Regions from separate parts of the Danio rerio genome. Here regions 2 and 3 are each linked to region 1. Evidence: chromatin contacts called from public Hi-C and HiChIP or PLAC-seq data. All regions are on one chromosome and are shown on one strand. Each heading gives the region's core, a stretch centred on a gene start, on an enhancer-like site or on the middle of the called end of the contact. The rest is flanking DNA. Distances are from core to core; before and after follow the strand shown. Region 1 holds the start of ube4b (ubiquitination factor E4B, UFD2 homolog (S. cerevisiae)). Region 2 holds the start of ciroz (ciliated left-right organizer protein containing ZP-N domains). Region 3 holds the start of pgd (phosphogluconate dehydrogenase).

What was found. Hi-C and Micro-C count contacts between places; a contact is called where the count stands out from the background. HiChIP or PLAC-seq counts read pairs in DNA pulled down with a chosen protein or histone mark.
Region 2: a Hi-C map of hematopoietic stem cells shows a contact between it and region 1, with 2.3 times the contacts expected there. The contact joins the promoter of ciroz here to the promoter of ube4b in region 1. A contact is called at or near these places in 1 of 18 Hi-C or Micro-C datasets (hematopoietic stem cells) and 1 of 4 datasets of contacts at active chromatin or transcription factors (embryo).
Region 3: an H3K4me3 HiChIP or PLAC-seq map of embryo shows a contact between it and region 1, with 2.4 times the contacts expected there. The contact joins the promoter of pgd here to the promoter of ube4b in region 1. A contact is called at or near these places in 1 of 18 Hi-C or Micro-C datasets (caudal fin) and 1 of 4 datasets of contacts at active chromatin or transcription factors (embryo).

Annotation. Positions count from the first base shown.
Region 1 is chr23:32,492,080-32,496,287 of GRCz12tu, forward strand. It overlaps ube4b (ubiquitination factor E4B, UFD2 homolog (S. cerevisiae)), which reads right to left and starts at 1,820. Exons shown (of 27, transcript NM_194362.2): 1 at 1,515-1,820. The coding sequence starts at 1,538. nmnat1-rbp7a (nmnat1-rbp7a readthrough) reads right to left here. Exons shown (of 7, transcript NM_001017629.2): 6 at 3,402-3,503; 7 at 2,699-3,307. The coding sequence ends at 3,254. It overlaps rbp7a (retinol binding protein 7a, cellular), which reads right to left. Exons shown (of 4, transcript NM_001328329.1): 3 at 3,402-3,503; 4 at 2,699-3,307. The coding sequence ends at 3,254.
Region 2 is chr23:32,296,066-32,300,273 of GRCz12tu, forward strand. ciroz (ciliated left-right organizer protein containing ZP-N domains) reads right to left here and starts at 1,714. Exons shown (of 12, transcript XM_073939122.1): 1 at 1,654-1,714. It overlaps tardbpa (TAR DNA binding protein a), which reads left to right and starts at 1,761. Exons shown (of 7, transcript NM_198364.2): 1 at 1,761-2,395; 2 at 2,523-2,686; 3 at 3,563-3,703; 4 at 3,871-4,056; 5 at 4,135-4,208. The coding sequence starts at 2,155.
Region 3 is chr23:32,332,275-32,336,482 of GRCz12tu, forward strand. pgd (phosphogluconate dehydrogenase) reads right to left here and starts at 2,213. Exons shown (of 12, transcript NM_213453.2): 1 at 2,103-2,213; 2 at 1,716-1,791; 3 at 1,456-1,635; 4 at 1,314-1,379; 5 at 1,113-1,231; 6 at 428-632; 7 at 43-232. The coding sequence starts at 2,194. It overlaps kif1b (kinesin family member 1B), which reads right to left. Exons shown (of 47, transcript NM_194382.3): 47 at 3,910-4,208.

The DNA.
Region 1 (4,208 bases), core at 570-3,069:
CAACAAGCTGAATTTGAATACAGTGATAGAGCATGTACACGGTGTTAAATGAGATACTGATGAGTGTTGTGTATTAAAGAAAATGCACAGAACAGATTATATTATTGCATGAACACTATTTTACTGGTGTTATTTTAATAAGTACATTTGATTAACTTATTTAAAGTACCGTTCATTAAAATTAGCAAAAAAAAAAGAAAACTTTTACCAATTAGGAATGCATGTTAACTAACTTACATAAAGCTGCTAATTTTGTTTGTTTTATTTGTTCATTTTAAAAGTGTGGGTATCAATTATTTTTCAACTCATATCATAACTCAATATCATCAACAGATAATATTGATAACCATAATCATTTTGGCCACAGTAACTGTAATATAAATTGTTCATACTGTATTGTTACATCTCTAGTTTGACCTATATTATATAAGGGCTATTGTATTTAGCAATGCATCATTGTTTAACAAATGCTTGTTTTTAGTGTATTGATACAAATAAAATCTGGATTAATGTGGCTTACAGGTCTCATAACATAGCCGGCACAAAAACACACACAAAAAAAACAGCCCAAACAGCACTCAAACATAAACTGGTTAAGGATATTTTTGAGCTGGGCTAAGTTTGGTCTTCATTTACAGCAGTCCAACAAAACACAAAGCCCTGACTGTAAATACACACCAGTGTCAAACAGCAACCAGTGTCACACAACAGTGCCCAAAAATACGAATACTGTTCGTTTTATAGGTAAAAATTAACTTATTACAACTGGCTGTCATAAAACATTACGTTTGTCTTCAAGTAAAACGAATGGATTTAAGCTTTTTATAGAGGACCCCAGGATTAATTCACTGACCTGACGCCTGACAAAAAAGCTTGTTGCGCATGATTTTAGTTTCTAAACGACAGTACGTGTTTGGCCATTTAACCAAACACGTACTATCGACAAAGCTCAATAACTGAAGGTTCAATTACGAATGTAAGTTGAACTACTCAAATATCTGGTTCAAAATAATTTTATTTCTTCGAACGACAGTCTTTCAGCCATTTTGGATTCCCAGTGAAGAAAAGCTTCACAAAAGAAATTTTAACTTGCCAATTGGTTAGCAACTGAAAAACGATAAAGATTGCATTCTGATTGTGAAAATTAAAAAAAATAAGGACAAGGATGACCGAGGCTTGTGGTAGATCCAGTTTGGCAAATTTATGACATGCTACCGGGCTGACTGGAAATAACCATATTCTCGTTTAATTTCGCTTCTACGACGGCAAGTAAGTGGTCCGAAATGAAGATTCACAACATAACCTCATTTTTCTATTCAAAATTAAATTAATCTGGACATGCTGAGCTGTTGATTAGCCTGTGTCCTGTTAGCTTATCCCATCATTACAGCGATTGAAAAGGGTGACAATGACAAGCCAATAAGCCTTTAATATAGCACAAAAACTTAACAGTCATGCCATCGTATGGTCAGTTTCGACTGTAAATACATCAAACTGTTTGAAAATAGCCTTACCTCTTCAGGACTGAGCTGCTCCATTGCCTTTCTTTTAATTTTCAGCTTAATTATGTTGCTAGCCAGTCAGCTAGCTTCCTTATAAACACCAAAAGTGCATAGTCTGAACCATAAAACATATATCAGTGAGCTGTGATTGTCTAATTTAAATCCTTATATTAAAACATCAAACACGCGTGGTTGCTTTTCTTCGATCGCAAAGCGTTATCTTCGGTTTCTGTTAAGAATGAAACAAACACAAAAGTATTAATCGTCAAAACACCGACGCGGCCATTTTGGATCTGGGGTCACGTGACGCGAGATCGACACATTTCAGGCTGCGGCAGTTCAGGAAACTGATTTCACCGCTGAGGCGACCCCAAGAGACTTGTTTTTCTCAAAACTAAGTCTAATTAGGTTAAATACATGACGACGCATATATGATGTTGGGATATTTGTATAGCTTGATAGCAATTTTATAACATCAATTCTATTCACAACTAAAGAAATAAAAATCAACAAATCCGCTGTTGTGACATTCGGGTTTGCCAGCTGTATCGTTTTAACTCAAATTCCTTTTTTTACATTTTATTATTATTATTATTTTTTTTTTTTTACATTTTATTGTTATTTATTTTTAAAACATTATTGGCCATTCACTTGATAAAGATGCCACTAACCATTCATAAAATATTTTAAACTATTTAATGTTATTTGAATTGACTAGACTTTTTTCAAAGTATATTTTTAATGTGACTTAAATTATATAAAAATAAATAAATACATACATATTAAACTACCACATCATAGAAAAAGAGCAAATCAGCATTGCCTGATTTGTGGAGACAAATTCTAACTAGGTTCAAGTATTATTGCTATTATTTCTTTCCTAAAAATTGAATCTATGTAGCTTTGTAGTTGTTCACAAAAGAATGTTTATATGTTATAGGAAGCTTTAAGTTAATATCTTCATTGTGCCAAAAAAATGTAAATCTAGCCAAAATTATAGAGATATTACTATATATATGGATTATTAAACTGCTTATAAGGCAATTAATATTTATTATTACTATAATTAATATTAGCGATAACAATAACTTTATTATTATTATTATTATTATTATTTGTTGACAGCAAAGGCTCCTTATGACAAAGACAATGCAAACCAGAGTAGGTTGTTAGTTCATAAAATACAAAGTACATTATAACTTGTTTCAAAATTTATTGCACAATAATAGGCTTTCAAATACAGTAAAAAAAAAAAAGATTTCAAGTAATCAAATTAACAACATGTATATGTAGGCATCATAGACTATGCCTTAACCAAAAGTAAAGCTTAACAAACAATAAACAAAAAGTGTCTTACAAAATTCATATTCAAAAGATGCTTGTTCTTTTATTAGACAGATCCTGGTGATAGAATAACTCTATATGTTTGTGACTGCGGCTCTTGTATTACATGTAAACATGATTAGGCAATAGTGTCACAACTTCTGTCAACATGCAGTGTTTCCTGTGGGTAAACTACTGTTGACGTGAGTCTGTTTGTTCTTGGTCTTATAGCGCCCTCTAACGGAAAAGCACTTCAAATCCTGCTCCTAAACACATTCAGCTTCAGTGTGCAGGCCGCCGCTAGTCAGGTTTTGAGGCACAAGTTGAAACTTTTAATTTCCCCCCTCGCCTCATATTACTCTGACTCTGAAGCGTAAACGTTGTTTACACCAGTGCACTTTTTAAGCATCTGCAGCAGCAGCAGGACCTCAGATCACCCGCTTGAACACTTGCTTGCAGACTTGATCTTCACAGTGCAACTCCTGGTAAAGGTTGACAGGTGTAATTGTTAGTGTGGTGATTCATAAAATCATTTTATTAATGTTTACAGAGCAAGATGTTTCATTCCACACTTACCAAATGAAGTTTGTCATCCTCAATCCAGTGTGCCCAGCCTCTGTTCTTCTTCTCACCCTTCTGAACACAAACCAGCTTGTTCCCCTCCCATGACACCGCAGACTAGACAAACAGATTTGTGTTTAATTTCAAACTAGTGCATGCCTAATGTTGTACTCTCATTAAATATTTATAAATGTCATGAATATCTAGATCAGGGGTGCCCAAACTTTTTCTTATAAAGGGCCAAAAAAACAAACTTGATTGAGGGAATATGCCAAACTGTATTACAATAAATTTGCCATGGGCAATTTTCTAATTTAATTGCTAATATTTAAAAATAATAAAAAAAAACGTTGCTTTAAATATTTTAATTAATGACGCAGTATAATTTTTAACGTTTCATAATGAACATATTATAGCAAAAACATAAACAATTTCATTTATAAGACAATAGAGTTCAATGCTGAATAGACTAGTCGAGCTGATTCTGACAGTATTTCCATTTTAAAAGTCTAATTCATTTGCAACCTTTAATTGAAACAACTTTCAATTAAACCAAGAAGCTTAAGGTTACATTAAATTTTAAATGAAGATCTCTATAAAAGGCGTTCGCACCAACCAACTCCCCATCACTCTCCCTCTCTTTTCAGATGGGATGGTGGGCCAAATTAAAGGTTACCATGGGGCAACTTTGGCCCTCGGGCCCTACTTTGGGCACCTCTGATCTCATGAGGACACTGCTATCTGATTATGTGTAGTAGTAACTAGTTAGTAGTAATTATGAATGCACAGTCACACACACACACACACACACACACACACACA
Region 2 (4,208 bases), core at 464-2,963, 200 kb before region 1:
CTGTGTTTGAGCTTTTACATTACAAGGGAGTGTGAAGACTAGGCTGACCCACTGTCATTATGTTACAACATACAGGCCAGCAATTGTGAAAAAAGCAATGGAAAAAGGAAAACCTGCACCTGCACGGCAACAAACATTTATCTTCCTGTTGTTCATTCACCGATTCATTTGCCTTCAATAATAAAATGGATTTGGCTTCTTAACTACTGTTATCTAGTGAAATGCAAGGTTTAAAACCTTTATGTAGCCCTAATTGTGATCTTTTTGTATAATATTGGTGGACTGACACTGAAAGTGATAACATTACAACAGTGATTATTTTTCCCCATAAGCCTTCTTAAGACACAAATCTTAATGAATGCCAAATTTTGTATTATAAAGTTCCATCTGCATTGAGCGTAAAAATATATAGCTGTTGAAATGAAAAATCAACATAATCTGATCTGTAGTTACTAAAAAACTGATACTACTAAAAACAAAGTAAATTAAACTACCAAAGTACATAGGCTAGTGATCAAAAAAGTTAGTATACCTTGTTGTTCAATCACTGATTATTTTGCCTTTAATGATAAAATGGATCCGACTGCTTAACAAAAGTCATCAAGTAAAGTCTAGTAACATTAAAATAGAGATTATTTTCCCCATAAGCCTACTTAATGACACAAATCTTAAAGAAGGCCAAATTATTTGGCATACAGCTTCCTCTGCATTCAGTGTAAAAACTGTAGCTATTGATATGAAAAACATAATGATGTGGATGTGCATCACTGGATTTTCTCTTCAGTTAAGACTTTCAGCAGTGAATATTAAACCAACTGAACAAAACTAAACTTAAACACTGAACTTACCCTGAACTGACAGTTTCAGTTTACTAGAATTTCTATGTTAAGCTGCTTTGAGACAATCTACATAGTAAAAGCGCTATATAGCTGTAAAGATCAATTGAATAATCTGATCTGTTAGTTACTAAAAACGAATAGGTCAAGTAAATTAAAATAACAAAAGTGCACAGTGATCGAAAACGTGATCAAAGTTTAAATGATTGCCTTGATGACAAAACAGTAAAACAGTGAAGGCCTGAGTTTAGATTGATAAGTGTAAATAAGAAATACTTAAAATGACAAAGAATGAGTGTTTTAAGATGCATTGTGCGTTTGAAGCTGGACTAAGCAAGAAACTTAAACAAAAACATAAATTTTGTTCTGTTTTGTGGTTAAAATATGACTTCTTTGTTCGGTGATCATCATTATACTCCTTGAAGGTAAGGAATACTGAACGGTACACATTTTTACGCTCGAGAAAACAATAAAGGGTTATTACATTTTAATTTTTTATGCTATATGAACAAACATTTAACTTGGTTGCAAGGTAGTTTTGGGCCTTTGTCTTTAAAGCTATTGTTTTACAGCGCTTTTGTCTGTTCTAGGCCTGATGTAACGAACCTGTAAGGCCTGTAAGGCCGCGCGATATGAGAGGCTTTCAACCAGCTTTCAATACTCCAGTGGATTCTTTTATTTCAACATTTCTTTTAGCCACTTTAAATACAAATTACAACCCGACCGGTCTATCGTGAAAATGAATTAACACAGTAGAACCACACCAAATGACCAAGTGTACAACAAATTACGTTTTGCGACTGAAAAGTTAACGTACTACATTTCCAAACCCCTCCATGTGCTGTGGTGAGACGCTCCAAAGTGATGACGTCATTCCTTCAGTGACGCATCAGGGCGGCCATTTTATCAGTTTAGGGGGTCGGAGCAGAAACTGGATGCAATAGTCCACGAGCTTTCTTTGTGTAATTACTTTAAATTACTTGTTTTGTGCACATTCGGTCGATAATCAGGTACAATCGATGAGGTGATATTTGCTTAGCGTATTTTCTGGCGGGAAAGGGTGCGTCGCGACATCCCATTCATTTCTAGCGTGCGCGCGGTTAGCAACTAGCTTAGCTCAGCTAATGGCACCCCGCGTTATCTAACAGTCGCACGTAAACAATAGCCACAACTCGTGTAGCCAACTAATTGGTTGCCAAGTGTGTTTATTAAGTCGTTTTGGTGTACTAATTTCTGTTTCGGCTCCGTTTGTTGCCTTAGTGCTGAATTATTGATCGAGTTGGAAACAGTTAGCACAGCTCGCGCATTCGGTGTAATCATGACGGAGTGCTATATTCGTGTGGCGGAGGATGAAAACGAGGAGCCGATGGAGATTCCGTCCGAAGAGGACGGCACCGTGCTGCTCTCCACCGTCGCCGCGCAGTTTCCCGGTGCCTGCGGCCTAAGATACCGAAGCCCCGTGTCCCAGTGCATGAGAGGGGTCCGACTAGTGGAGGGGGTTCTTCATGCACCAGAAGCAGACTGGGGCAATCTGGTGTACGTGGTTAATTATCCAAAAGGTATTGTTAGATTTGCTAGATTTTAATTGTATTGATGCAAATCAATTAATTATGGGTTATTATTATCTCAATCATAATGGGTTCGACCTGCTTATTATTGCAATCACTGAATGAATGCACTTTTCAGATAACAAGAGGAAGATGGATGAAATGGATGCCGCATCGGCGGTGAAGATCAAGAGGGGCATCCAGAAGACATCAGATTTGATTGTGCTTGGGCTGCCATGGAAAACAACAGAGCAAGACCTTAAAGATTATTTCGGCACTTTTGGAGAGGTGATCATGGTGCAGGTTAGTATAAGCAAACTTTGTTGTTGTTTTTTTTTTTTTTTTTTTGAAAAGGTATGAAATATCACATATTATTTATATTTTTCTTTTGCCAAAATCAATTACATTGAAAAAGATAAACAAAATGGTGTGACTTTAATACTTGTAACACATTAATTGAAATCTAGAGCACAGACAATGGCCTAAAATCTAGGCCTACATCAAGATCACTACAAAGGCAAACAAAAAAAGTTCACTTGGCCATCACCTTCGAGTAGTATTGAGCATGTTTTGTTTTTGTATGTGGTGACAAGTTTTGATCAGTATCTGTTGCTCAATTTAATTTAGCAATAGTTAAAATGTTAATAAAAAAAGTCAACAGTATGTCAAATCAACGGTGAAAAACATGCAAAACAAAAAAAAGTAATAGGTATGTGGCTTTATAAAGTGTAACTGCTGAATATTATTGATGCAGCCACTGCAAATGGCCCTAAATGCATTCATAACAGTCACAAGCATTTTGTTGCATAATGAATGCATGGGCACAGACTCAAATGTAAGTGGCTGTGGATTAAAGGCAATTATGCTGTAAAATATCTCTTGCACAGACCAGTTGTTTTGCTCCCCCAAAACGTATCGTCAGGAGCCACAGGTATTAGATAAAAAAAAAATAAAAAAAATCTTCATTCTAAAATTGTCTGAATCAATAAGGACCGGTCTCAACTAACTTGTGTGCTAATGGAAAAAAAATCCTAATGAGAAAAACAACTATATTTTGGGTGACTTGAGGGCACATTATTAGCAGATCAAATTTGTAGTTGAGCTATGCCTCTAATTTAGTGATACATTTGTAATTGGTAGCTGTTACATTGACCATTACTTGTTTTGTTTTTTTTTTAGGTGAAAAGGGATGCCAAGAGTGGAAATTCCAAAGGATTCGGTTTTGTAAGATTTACTGACTATGAAACACAAATAAAAGTCATGTCCCAGCGGCATATGATCGATGGAAGATGGTGCGACTGCAAACTTCCCAACTCAAAGGTACGTGAGCAACACTAATGCAACAAAATAACACAAACATTTACTGTTTTGATGTACACATTACAAATTACATTTCAACATGAACAGATCATCTTTTAATAGTTTTATCATGCTTCTGATGTTGTAAGGATGCATGAGTAGACTCTGTTTTCTATTAAATGATCTAGTATTTCCTGGAACAGGCTGGCCCTGATGAGCCTATGAGAAGCAGGAAAGTGTTTGTGGGACGCTGCACTGAGGACATGACAGCAGATGAGCTCAGACAGTTTTTTATGCAGTATGGCGAAGTCACAGATGTATTCATCCCCAAACCCTTCCGCGCTTTTGCCTTCGTCACCTTCGCAGACGATCAGGTCAGTTTTCTGTATCTTTTGCTGTCTTAATTTTGCAATGTTCTCTTCCTATATTAACGCATGCTTGTTTTCCTCCAGGTTGCCCAGTCTCTGTGCGGCGAGGACCTGATCATTAAAGGAACCAGCGTGCACATCTCCAATGCTGAGCCTAA
Region 3 (4,208 bases), core at 963-3,462, 160 kb before region 1:
CACACCCACACCTGGGAAATTACGCAAGACTCTCTATCTTACCGATCAGTGTGACAGGTGTGCCGTATTCCAGAGCAGAGATAGCCGTCCATTTCCCTGTGCCCTTCTGCCCGGCGCTGTCTCTAATTTTGGGCAGCAGGTTAGTGCCGTCTGCGTCCTTGAATTTTAGGATGTTGGCTGTGATCTCGATGAGGAAGGAGTCCAGCTCTGTCTTATTCCACTGTTCGAAGACCTGATAGGAAAACAAAAACACTGGAATTCACTCTCAAGAGGAAGCAGACCAAAACGGCACATTAGAAAGCAAAGAGTGAGGTATATTTCAAAATACAGAAGAAAGGAGGAAGGAGGAAACCAAGGCTTACAACATCATGGACTGTTCTTGTAAAAAAAATAGAACAGTAATTGAAGAAGGAAGTGGATGTCTGACCTGAGCCATTTCATCATGGTTCATACAAAGCACGTCCTTCATCAGATGATAGGCCTCACAGATCAGCTGCATGTCCCCGTATTCAATACCGTTGTGGACCATTTTAACAAAATGACCCGCTCCTTCATCTCCAACCCAGTCGCAGCACGGCTCTCCGGTGCCCACTTTGGCAGCAATGCTCTGAAAAATGTCTTTTAAGTGTGGCCTGAAGAAACAAAATCAAATAAACTGTCAAGCAGTGCACGCATAAATACACTTAATAATCAATTAATTTAAAAGTATTAAAAAGTTTTAGCCGTTTTAAATTACATGATGTTTTTTTAACTATATATTTATGAAATGAATCCCACATAAGACTGATTTAAATATTAAAAGTGCAGTTGTTTGGAGTAGTGATTGTACTACTTGAGTACAAAATCTGAATATTCAAATAATTTCTGAATTGTGTCGCGAGTAACGATGCTTAAAATTCAGCCTTGAGTCACAGGCATAAAATTACATTATTAATTAAATTTAAACTATTTTTAGTTTAAATAATATTTCAGAAGATTACTGACAAAAACAAATAAATTATGCCAAACTTGGTAGTCCAGATAGTCCATATTTATATTTATATATATATATATATATATATATATTTTTTTTTTTTTTTTTTTTTCCCCATTTAATACACACTTATCCTCACCAGGCATCTTTATGTCCTCCGGGCATCAGCGAGGGTCCGTAACGTGCCCCATCTTCTCCTCCACTTACTCCACTACCCACAAACAGAAGATTCTTCTCCTTCAGGCTCTTACAACGTCTCTATATGTGAAGACCAGTAATATTGAGATTCGACATGATGATGAAAACTGTTTTAGGTCTCATTTTAGATGGCCAAACTCACCGTTGTATCTCTGTACTCTGAATTTCCACCATCAATGATGATGTCTCCAGGCTCAAGAAGAGGAACCTACAACATAAAGCATATAGACAACTTCTGAGTCACTCACAACAAACTAGGACTATCATTTCATGGTGATATTTACCAGTTTATCGATGAAGTCATCAACAGCCTGTCCTGCCTTGACCAGCAGGATGATGCGGCAAGGTTTTTTGAGTTTTGACACCATGTCTTTAAGGGATTCGGCCCCGATCACCTTAGTGCCTTTGGCTTCATTGTTTAAGAAGTCATGGACTTTGGAGACGGTTCTGTTGAATGCACAGACCTAAATAAAAATGACAACTGTTATAACATCTTAAACATGTTAAAATCATGGAGAAATGCAAATGCACTGATGTGACTTACCACAAATCCATGGTCATTCATGTTCAGGATCAGATTCTGACCCATCACAGCTAGACCAATGAGAGCAATATCTGCTCTGTGGAGACATTATTAACAGAATGAACACTGATTATATTTAATTACAGAGTGCAAATTACAAGAAATCATGAGTAGGTCAAACGTCAGTCTGGCTGGGTGACTTTAAAGAGACTTCAACATTAAATCTGTGTCCGAGCATAGAGAAAAGGTGCTAGATATTAAGTAGACAGTTCAGAATAGAGACAGTCAATGCTGATTACGTGCAATAAGCAGATTACATTGCATTTAAGTTGAATATACAAAGTCAAAGGTGATAAAGAAGTTGGACATTTCACTACTCAGCATCTCAGACGCAAAATTCATACTTACTGAGCCATTGTTGAAGTTTGGTTCCGTTCAAAAATGAGAGTTTCGATGAGGGTTTTGACTGCTGTTATTCGGTCTCTGCTGAACTTCCTCATTCACGGCCTTGTGGAGCAGCACTGCACCAGCTCCCAATGAACACGCCTGACGGATGAGTGTGCTCGTGGCGTCATCCCTATCTCCGGCTGTGATAGGCGGAGGCTCTCTGAGCAGAGATTGGAGTCCGGTCATTTGCTGTAAGCTCCTGTTCCACCCCCCGTATGTGCCCCGCCCACTGTGCTTTGACAGTAGCTGTCTGTACGAGAGGAGTGTTTGGCAGCATAGTAAACGAGGAATTAGACTTTCCATGAGGTGAATTGGGACATTGGTTTGCTTTTGAAAGAAGGATTGCTTCACTGTGATAATGTGTAACATATATTAAGTTTCATCAAAATAATTAATTATTAAACGGATTACTACATGAATAGATAACGACAGTCGATTAGATTTATTAGGTAAGTTATGGGTTGAGTACAATTTTAATATTAGGCTAGTTGTACTTTAGTAAGGTCTGAAGGTCATATCTTTCACTACAAACACATTTAATTAGATATAAACACCCAAATATGATGTTTCATTTATTTACACTCACCGGCCACTTTATTAGGTACACCTGTCCAACTGCTCGACGCAAATTTCTGATCAGCCAATCACGTCAGCCACTCAACGCATTTAGGCATGTAGACATGGTCAAGACGATCTGCTGCACTTCATAGTGAGCACCAGAATGAGGAAGAATGGGGATTTAAGTAACTTTGAACATAGCATATAGCATGTTTGTTTGTGTCAGACGGGCTGGACTGGGTATTTCAGAAACTGCTGATCTAGTGGGATTTTCACGCGCAACCATCTCTCGGGTTTACAGAGAATGGTCCAGAAAAGAGAAAATGTCCAGTGAGCGGCAGATCTGTGGGCACAGGAGGTCAGAGGAGAATGGCCAGAGTGGTTCCAGTTTATAGAAAGGCAACAGTAATTCAAATAACCATTTGTTAGAACCAATTATACAGAAGAGCATCTCTGAATGCGCAACACATTGAACCTTGTTGAGGCGGATAGGCTATAGCAGCAGCGACATTTGGATGATAGGGTCAAAATTAGGAATCAGCAATATGAAAGCATGGATCCATCCTGACTTGTATCAACGGTTCTGGCTGGTGGTGGTGGTGTAATGATGTGGGGGATATATTCTTGGCACAAGATTGAGCATCCTGTCAACGCCACAGCCTGAGTATTGTTGCTGACCATATCCATCCCTTTATGACCACAGTGTACCCATCTTCTGATGGCTACTTCCAGAAGGATAATGCACCATGTCATAAAGCACGAATAATCTCAGGCTGGTTTCTTGAACAGGACAATGAGTTTACTGTGCTGAAATGGCCTCCACAGTCACCAAATCTCAATCCAATACAGTATCTTTGTGATGTGGTAAAACGGGAGATTAGCATTATGGATGTGCAGCAAACAGATCTGCAGCAACTATGTGATGCCATCATGTCAATATGGTTGAATCGATGCCACAGAGGATTAAGGCAGTTCTGCAGGCAAAAGGGGGTCTAGTAAGGTGTACCTAATTAACTGTCCAGTATTTCCATATACATAAATAAAAAAAATCTGACAGTTACTAGCAATATCAATTTAGAAAAGTAAAAAAAAAATAATAAATAGGCAAAGTCACCAATTAAACCTTTAAACACTAACATTATATAATGCATCATAAACATAACGCAAGTGTCGAGTAAGGAGAAAGAACGACACAAAAAGAGATCTGCCCTCTGTCTAATGCACTGGTTGTAATTTTATTTTTTTACCTCATTCACTAAACAGGTCAATGGTGCAAGATTACCATACACAGAATTAAGATATATGCATTACACGTCTAGGCTATACAGCGAATGGATTATAATTATTACAAATACAGGAGACATATTTACATTTTAATCCAAGTTCCATACAACATGAAATATTTACAAAATAAGTATGAAAATGAAGCCAATCTGACAAATAATGTACAGTGTTAATGCCACAGCTAAACTGTTTCTGTCGTTTCATCACAATGAGAGGGAACGATGT